Regions from separate parts of the Cyprinus carpio genome. Here region 2 is linked to region 1. The links are chromatin contacts, called in public Hi-C maps. All regions are on one chromosome and are shown on one strand. Each heading gives the region's core, a stretch centred on a gene start, on an enhancer-like site or on the middle of the called end of the contact. The rest is flanking DNA. Distances are from core to core; before and after follow the strand shown.

Region 1 (4,128 bases), core at 470-2,969:
AGGTGCTCCTTCAAATGATGCTTATATTTGAAGGCTTTGCCACACTCTGTGCATTTGAATTTGCGGTTACCAGCCCCTTCGTTTAGCAGTTGAGGCTGCAAGGGAGAGAAAGATTACAGAAATTGATACAGGCAGAAAACAGTCACAAAAGGGTATATAATTAATTTTGATGCTGAAATAAATATTTATTTATTTATATTGATTAATTAAACACAGAAAACAGACCAGAATTGTATTTAGGTATGTGTGTCCAAGGATACTGAACCAACAGTTATTAAGATTCTTTTTGGATTTCTTCAAAACGTTTACATGATGAATTGGTGATGCCTTTTATCTGTAGTACTTTATTCGTTCAACTACTATCTGAATACTTTAAACAGTTGTTGTCTGGGTTAAGTAAAAACAGTGTAGGCTGCATCTGTATTCACCATTCAAAGTTAAACGTAGGTGCTCTTCCTCCATTTGAAATTCAAATGTGGGCCCCAGATGCACAACAAAAACAACAGCATTCACCCTGCACCCCACACACAGACACAAAAGGTCTGTGAAAAATGTGTGGGTGTCCACAAGTGCACGTTTAATAGTCACATGTATACAGTACTGTACAGTACTGTGAAGTTCTTTCTTCTAAAGTTCAATCATACTCATGCACATAGGCCATTATAAGATGTGCAATGGGTTTCCATTTTCTGTATGAGTGTATGCAAATATATACACGTGATGAAATGTAAAACTAAACCTAGAAAGGTGAACCTAGGAATAATGTTCAAAGCCTTCAGGAAAATACCTCTTTAGAGCAAATAAACAAACACTTAAAGTCATTTAAGGATTAGGATACTCTAGATCACCGGGAAAAAAAGCCATCTGGTCGTGTTTAATTCAGTCTGAAGAGGTGCACATATGTGTGTATGCGTGTGTGCATATGTGTGAATGTGATTCAGCCAGTAAGATGAGCGTGCAAGGCAAGTATTCCAAATTCTTTTCCAACATGCCCAAGTCTGCTTAAGGTTCAAAGTTGAAAGCCCAAATGCGGGATATCCTGCTATAATCCTATCAAACAACTGAGAGCCCTTTTACCACATCAAAAACAGACCTTTTCCTTCAGTAATAAAGCAATATAGAGTTTCCTTTTCAAAATAATTCCGTATCACTGCATTTTTCACAGCATGCTCATGTTGAGACCAGCCTAAAAGGCAGAAAAAACATCAGCTTTCCCTGCATCTTTTGAGTGGACTCCTTTCCAACAGCTGATGCGAGAAGTCGGCAGGCCTATAGGACTCAATGTGCTAGAACAGCCCACACTTGGCCGGCTGTGGGCGGACACTCAGGGGAGTATGACAGTGCACAGCTGTGGCTCCGGTGTGAAGGATTCAAGTATTAAGGAGCTTCCGGAGGAGCTTGTTCAATGCTGGAGCTATCAACAGGCTGAAACATGTTCTCTTCGGACAAGTAAACACGCTCAGAATGAGAGATGCAGCATCTTTCACAATGAACCCAGACTTCTATAATACTGAAAAAGCATGAGGAAGTAATGAGTGTGGGTACGGACTGAGGTGGGCCTCTTCTCACCTGATCTCTGGCAGGCTTATGTGTGGCCATATGGCGCTCGAGCTGGGTGCGGTAGGCGAAGGTGTCACTGCACAGGGGACAGGGGAAGCTCTCATCGTTTTTCTCATGTCGGTACTTGATGTGCTCCTTTAGGGATGTCAGCCGCTTGTAGCCCCGGTCACAGTAGGGGCAGGTCAACAGTTGGGCAAAGGCATCTGGCGTCCTCAGTGCCAGATCTGGGCAAAATTGAACAGAGTGAACAGAGTGAAGGAGGGGGGATTGAAGAAAGAAAAAAAACAGCATATGTGGGAAAAACAGTTGCCATTTGAGGCTATGGGAGAACGATAGGTAAAGCACTGCATTCAGTTAAGTGAAACAGCAATACATGCTATTCTTTTTTATCATTCAAATAGCATTAGGAAAAATATTTTACAAACTAATTATATGCATTTTGTCCACACAAACTAATTTGCAAAAATAAAACAAAATAAAAATAATTCTTACAGGCCACAAAAAGATTTTTGCATTAACAATTTTCCGTCCCGTTGAGAATAACATAACATAATAAAGTTATTAAATTAATTTCTAATTGCATTTGGTGCTTAGCGAGTTAGATCCTATTTTTATAGTTTAATGCCTACCACTTTCAGTTTCATCTTGTCCATTGGCCTCTGGTGTGCCCAGTCGTGTACCCTCCTCTGGGTCCTCTGGGTAAATGATAACGGTATCCTGCAGGTATTCGGCAATGCTCGCTGCATGTCCCTCACTGTCATCCAGTTTCCTCTTGGCAAAGAAGCTTTCCAGCTCTGAAGAGGCATCAATACCCTTAACTGCACAGAGGAAGTGGGGAGGAAAAGCACAAATGAATCCAGTGGTTGATGCTCAGTGTCACTGAAAAGGACCAAGCTGAACATTAGGACACTGGCCACTTTAAGTGTGATGTAGTGGAGACCAAACCATTAGAAGGCCTTTCAAGGTGGAAGTATTTATTTAAGTTACAACATAATGGCCACTTCAAAGACTAATAGGAGCCAGCTTGATCATCAAGCACTCTTTAAGCATCCTCTTGCATGTTTGAAAATGCTTTAAACATTTCCAGCATTATGGGTAATTGGGTTATATGGCAATTAGGCGTGCCAGGGTAACTGATCTCACTTTGTATTGCTCATCATATACATAAAATTGGACCCAACAATCTAATTATAGATCATGTGTTATGTGTAATTGCACAGAACAAGATTTTAAACGTGATTTTCGTAAACAATAGGTTTTTGGATGCTTTATGGAGAACTACTTAAAGATACTGACAGGATGAATAGACAACTGCGCCTTACAAAAAGTAAACATTTATATATGTAAAAAATGAGGTAATGTGGGTAGATAACTAATAAAATGACAAAAGTTATTCTAAATCATACTTTTTCTTTAGATGACTGGAAATTGGGTAAGCAAATGAAAATGTTATTGTTTCCTTGTAATCAATTTGAAAGTACATGGACTGAACAAATTCGATTTTGCCCTTAAACTCAATTTGGCAGCAAAATGTGATTTGCCATGCACTCGCGCTCAACTTAAAAACGTTTACTTTCCATCTCCCATAGACACACATTATCTCACATGCTCACATGTGTGCCAAGCATGCATTTACATATAGTTTAAGAGACGTTACACTCTTTCATAGGAAACATTTCATAATGAATATGTTCAAGATTTGGTGTCTTGATTACTGCATAGACCCAACTCTTTAAATACAGTTATTTATTATGTATCTTTGCATGAATTTTTTCAATATATTGTGAAGTTATCTCACCTGTACCATTTCCAATTCCATGGAGAGAGATGTCAGGGCTCATGGAGTTGTACTCCACTTTTTGCTCCTCTGTAATAAGAGAAAATACTTTATTTAATGATCATTATAACTAGAACAATAACAATTCAGCAGCAAATCGTCTGCCATTATCAGTTCACTTTTAATTAACATGTTTAATGTGTGTTCAATTGTAATTTAAAGGAGATAAACGTGACAGAACATCAAAATAAAGAAATCACAACGATAGAAAACACCCTACATATCAGGAAGAGTTATATCTCAAACACATTGACAGCATCTCAGAGAATGATCCGCTTCTCTGTAAGTGGGGCTTCGGAAATCATGTCAAGGTATTTAGGGAGGAGAGGAGGGTGGTCTGAGAGGAGTTTGCTCATATACTGCAGCTATTGTGTTTGTTCCTCCTCCTCCCCCTCATGTGACTTCGTACCGGCAGTCACAAGTATCATAAGCTTCCCCTCTAAAGGAGGATATACAGCACCTCTTACACCACAACGCGGGGAGAATACAAGGGTACTCAAGACTCCTGACACACACACACACACAAACACACACACATACACTCGCAAGCTTCCACTGCATTAGTACTGTTTAATTTCAAAACTGCCTTCCACTTCCTTCCTCATTATCTAAGTATGACAACCGAGAGAGCTTCTGAAAGTCAATGAATTTTCTCACTTTTCACCACATTTAAGAGATGTCTTTCAAAGCAGAGTTTGAAATCATTGTGAGGGCAATGATTCTTGAAGGGA
Region 2 (4,128 bases), core at 492-2,991, 42 kb after region 1:
AACCGGTAGACTTCTACCTTAAGCACACAAGAGAATAGTTTACACTGTCGCTGAGTTTTCCGCACTCTTCTGTACAGCGCTTCGTTTGACAACGCACAATCTCACCCAAATCCAACTGTGTTTTAAAGACGCGAGAACAAGCAAGAGTTCGGTTTTTCGCCATAAGTCACGTTCTTACCGTTCTTTCTCCTCGGGTTGGCCTGTTTTCTCCTCTTACACCGGGGACCCTCCGCCATGATCTCCTGCTTCATTGATAAGAGTGGGTCAGATGGCAGCAGTCCGCATGGGCTCCGCTCCTTCATCCAAGATCTAGCAACCAACACACACACGGCAACAATTGGACTCTCAGGGCAGGAAGGAGGATGTGTGTCGCTCACAGGAGAGCAAATGATATCTGGGGGGTAGAGTGACTGAGAAGTCCGAATGAAGTTATCCAGGAGGGTTTGTTTAGAGGGACCGTGAGCGTCCTGCGCGTCGTCTGATCTTTTGAAGTGTGTGTATGTGTGTGTGAGTGTGATCGGACAGCAGCGCGTGAGTGCGCGAATGAAGGGGGACGGACACACCGACACCTTCAAGTCACCATAAACCATGTGCTGTGCGTATAGAGCATTTCACAGAATGAGATGCAATTAAAGTTTTCAGCAACTTGTGTTTAGTGAAATTGCTTTATGTAGTTTGATATGTCCCCCCCTCTGTCAGCTTTAAGTTATAGGCATCTAATCTTGTGGGCTACTTTGTAAGTCTGCTAGATGTAAATATTGGCTTCGTAATTTCTGTTGCCTGACTTAGGCTATGCCTGACCGAATTTCATTTAGTATATTTAGTTTTGCTCGGAATTGTCATTAAAATCCCGTTAATGGTTTAAAATAAAAAGATAAACCTTATTTATTAAGAATTATTTGGTAATATTTTCCTTTTAAAAAATGTTATTTTTATTTTTTATTTTTTTAGGAAAAAAAAAGTAACCTAACCAAAACATGCTACGTGTACACTCTTCTAATAACTGCTTATAATAAATCGTACATTTGAAATCTTTAATTGTCAGCTTATCTAATGTAGCTAATAAAACCTGCAGTATGTGCAGGCGAATCCTCAAAAATAACACACGGAATTCAAACATGATAGACAAACAAATAAAAAGCTACATTACCCTTTCATCACAGCAAATGTAAGTCTTGGAAAATTTGTGGATGCTGATGACAAAATTAAAATGATTATTATTATTTTTTTTTAGCTTATTTTTGCAGTTAAATAGGTTTTAAATATTTAAACTAAAAGTCGTGTACCTAACATCTAAAAGACTGAAGAGATGCGGATCAGAAAAGGGGTTCTTATGTTGTTGTCTAACGGGAAAGCATCCTTTTATGAGAGACGCGTAAACATGCACTAACAAATTTAGCGAGCGACATCATCATCATCATCACCCCTGCATGAAGCTGCCGGTGTGTCAGCATCCGTGAGGCGCGCGCACCTTTCTCACCTGCGCCAGCTGAAGCCAAGTTGATTGCAATCTCGTTTTCGGGAGGGGGATCAAAAAAGTCAAATAGGGTGTATAAAAAGCATCCACAAGGACTCAAGCACAGACGAAACAGGCTCACCTACCCGATTCTATATGAAAATTCCCCAAAGTGCCGGTTAGAGGGGAGGCAAACGCCACAGAGATGTTTGGAGCGCTGAGGAGGACTCTGCTCTATAATGAGGGACCGTTATTCCTGATGGACAGGTTTGGACTGATCTCTGTGAGCCACAACACGGAACAAACCTGAGGACGCACTGACGTGTTCCGCCTCTTCAGATGACATTTCTGCGCTCTCTCTTTTACTTTTGCGCTCAGAGACTCTGACACACACGCCACCTATCTTTACACGGCGGGATAGATGGAGAAACACTGAGGTCGTCTGATGAGCCACATCAGGTGCTCGCGCCTGTCGTTCTGCAACACAGGTGGAATTTTGGAAAGGTGAGGCGGTGGACATTCAATTCTGTAAGCGGAACAGAGCAAGAATGGTTACAACTCTAGCATCGACAGCTTGTTCTTAAGGAAGAGGAGCAGAAAAGATGCAGGACAGGCTGCCAGTGCTGCAGTGATCTGACAGGTAGCTCACCTGTGTGTGGTGTGTGCGTGCGCGCGCTCTTTCACCTGGCATTTCATTGTCTTGCGCGGTGATGTTTGTTGTATATTTGCACGCGTATGGGTTTTATGTGATTCACTGTATAAAATGCGGGCTGTTCACGGGCTCCAGGGTGCACAGTGCAATTAAAAGTGATAGTGTGACATTATGTTACATATTTCAAGTCATTGCAGCAGGCGATCAAGAATCATTTATTTACACCAAAATCTAAGCTATTACAAGAAATCTCGATTTTTTTTTTCAAACGTTCTCCCCCTTTCCTCAGCTGTCTTTAGCACTTAATCTTTCATTTTAATACAACACTCAGAGATTTATTAAAGGCACTCTGATTGGTACAGTGTGAAGAAATTTACCCTCCCTAAATTCATGCATTTTTTTTTTGTATGGATTGCTAATTGACCAATAAAATGTCAGTGCTGTTTGATGTACTTATTAAAGACCAATTGGATTTCACTGGAGGCGTTTATATTAATCGACGCATTTTAGAAATTGCTTGAGCATTGCGCACTTTTTTGGAAATCCCTCTTCGCTCATGACGCCTATTATAATAATAATAATAACAACAGTAGTAATGATAATAATAATGTTAATATTAATAATAATACGTATTTTATTTTTAATAAATTGATAATATAATATTCAAAACTCCTTTTTGTCCATAAAACATGGGAACACTAGACGCTGATTTCACTCTTTTTCCCTCTCCATGCACCTTTTTGTTTTTAATTAATTTTTTTATGAATGTGTGTTTGTGCCTCTGTAGAGTGTGGCGTGAAATAGTCGAAAGAATAAAACCCTAACCTATAAATGTATTTGTGTCGATTATTATTATTTAATTTATTATTATTAGTATTATTAATAATAATAATAATAATAATAATCATACTTTTTATTATTATTTATTTATTTATTTATTTAATTATTTATTTTTGTATTCTGAGACACTATGACCTATTTTCTGGAGAAGTAAACGAAAGAATCGAGTGTAACAAGGACGGTGCTCAGCTAACCGTTCTGTGTGTGCTGTTGTGTCAATTGGCAGCAGAAGTTCTGCTGTATTACTCATTCACTTTGACTGGAATCAGCTCCCCTCGCGAGATTTCTCACTAATACATTTCGAGGATAAAACGGCATATATTCAATTCCTGATTCTCCAACTGCCATTCACAATGATAGAAACCAACGTGACCTCATATTCTTACGTTTCACCCACATACTTCTGTTCCCAGATGATCCCTTTGTCTCATTTATAACAAGATTTCTCTGCTCTCTTCATCGTTTGCCCTGAATTTTGTTTTGTTAAATTGTTAGGACTTAATCATTACTGCTAGTTAGATATTTGTTTTGGCATCACTGAAAAAAAAAAATGCAGGAATGTTTAAAAAAATGCAATTCTGTCAATTATTTATCAAGTGTGAAATGGCTGAAAAAAAAAATAAAATAGCATTAACCACTGACAAGCCAGTGAACTTTGAGAACAAATCAAACTATCACAGCATTTCCTGAGAGCAAAACTTCCTGTTGCATCATCAGTCTGGGGGAGTTTACTGTTTTCACAAAACTTGAGAGCAGAGAATGAAATCCTGTCTTCACTCAATACAGCTTTACCAACAATGTTTGACAGGACTTTAGAGACCACTATCATTGATCTTTCGGATGGAAAAAGTCAAGGGAAAGGCCGGACGGTCTGAGTCTTTTCCAGTACTGAACAACAAGTTAGGCCTGATTTTGCCACAAAACACAGAACATAGACTGCTGACAAAATACCTGTGGGCGTAGGATGGAAAGAGGGAAGTTCTGCCTCGTCATCTGCAGTGCCATTAGCCCCTCACGTAGACGAGAGTGACACTGTTTAGTCTAGGCAAAGTTAGTTTAAAATCAGCAAATTCTTGGAAATATAAAAGAGAACTGAGAGAATGAGTCAACAAAAACCTGAGGAAAGGTTTACCATACTGTGACCACGTGAGCTCCTAGTCACCTCCCCAACAAACCAACA

The links. Hi-C and Micro-C count contacts between places; a contact is called where the count stands out from the background.
Region 2: a Hi-C map of red blood cells shows a contact between it and region 1, with 4 times the contacts expected there. The contact joins the promoter of zeb2a here to the enhancer-like site in region 1. A contact is called at or near these places in 2 of 8 Hi-C or Micro-C datasets (liver and red blood cells).

What each region holds. Positions count from the first base shown.
Region 1 is chrB9:16,472,787-16,476,914 of ASM1834038v1, forward strand. zeb2a (zinc finger E-box-binding homeobox 2a) reads right to left here. Exons shown (of 10, transcript XM_042731177.1): 4 at 3,359-3,427; 5 at 2,190-2,378; 6 at 1,570-1,784; 7 at 1-95. Among protein-coding and RNA genes, the nearest start is that of gtdc1, 11 kb to the left of the region's middle. Within about 2 kb of position 1,720, at least 1 of the 8 cell types and tissues checked has an H3K27ac peak or open chromatin away from gene starts, as enhancers often do.
Region 2 is chrB9:16,514,786-16,518,913 of ASM1834038v1, forward strand. It overlaps zeb2a (zinc finger E-box-binding homeobox 2a), which reads right to left and starts at 1,742. Exons shown (of 10, transcript XM_042731177.1): 1 at 1,603-1,742; 2 at 179-309. The coding sequence starts at 302. It overlaps LOC122138477 (a long non-coding RNA gene), which reads left to right and starts at 1,940. Exons shown (of 2, transcript XR_006155608.1): 1 at 1,940-2,096.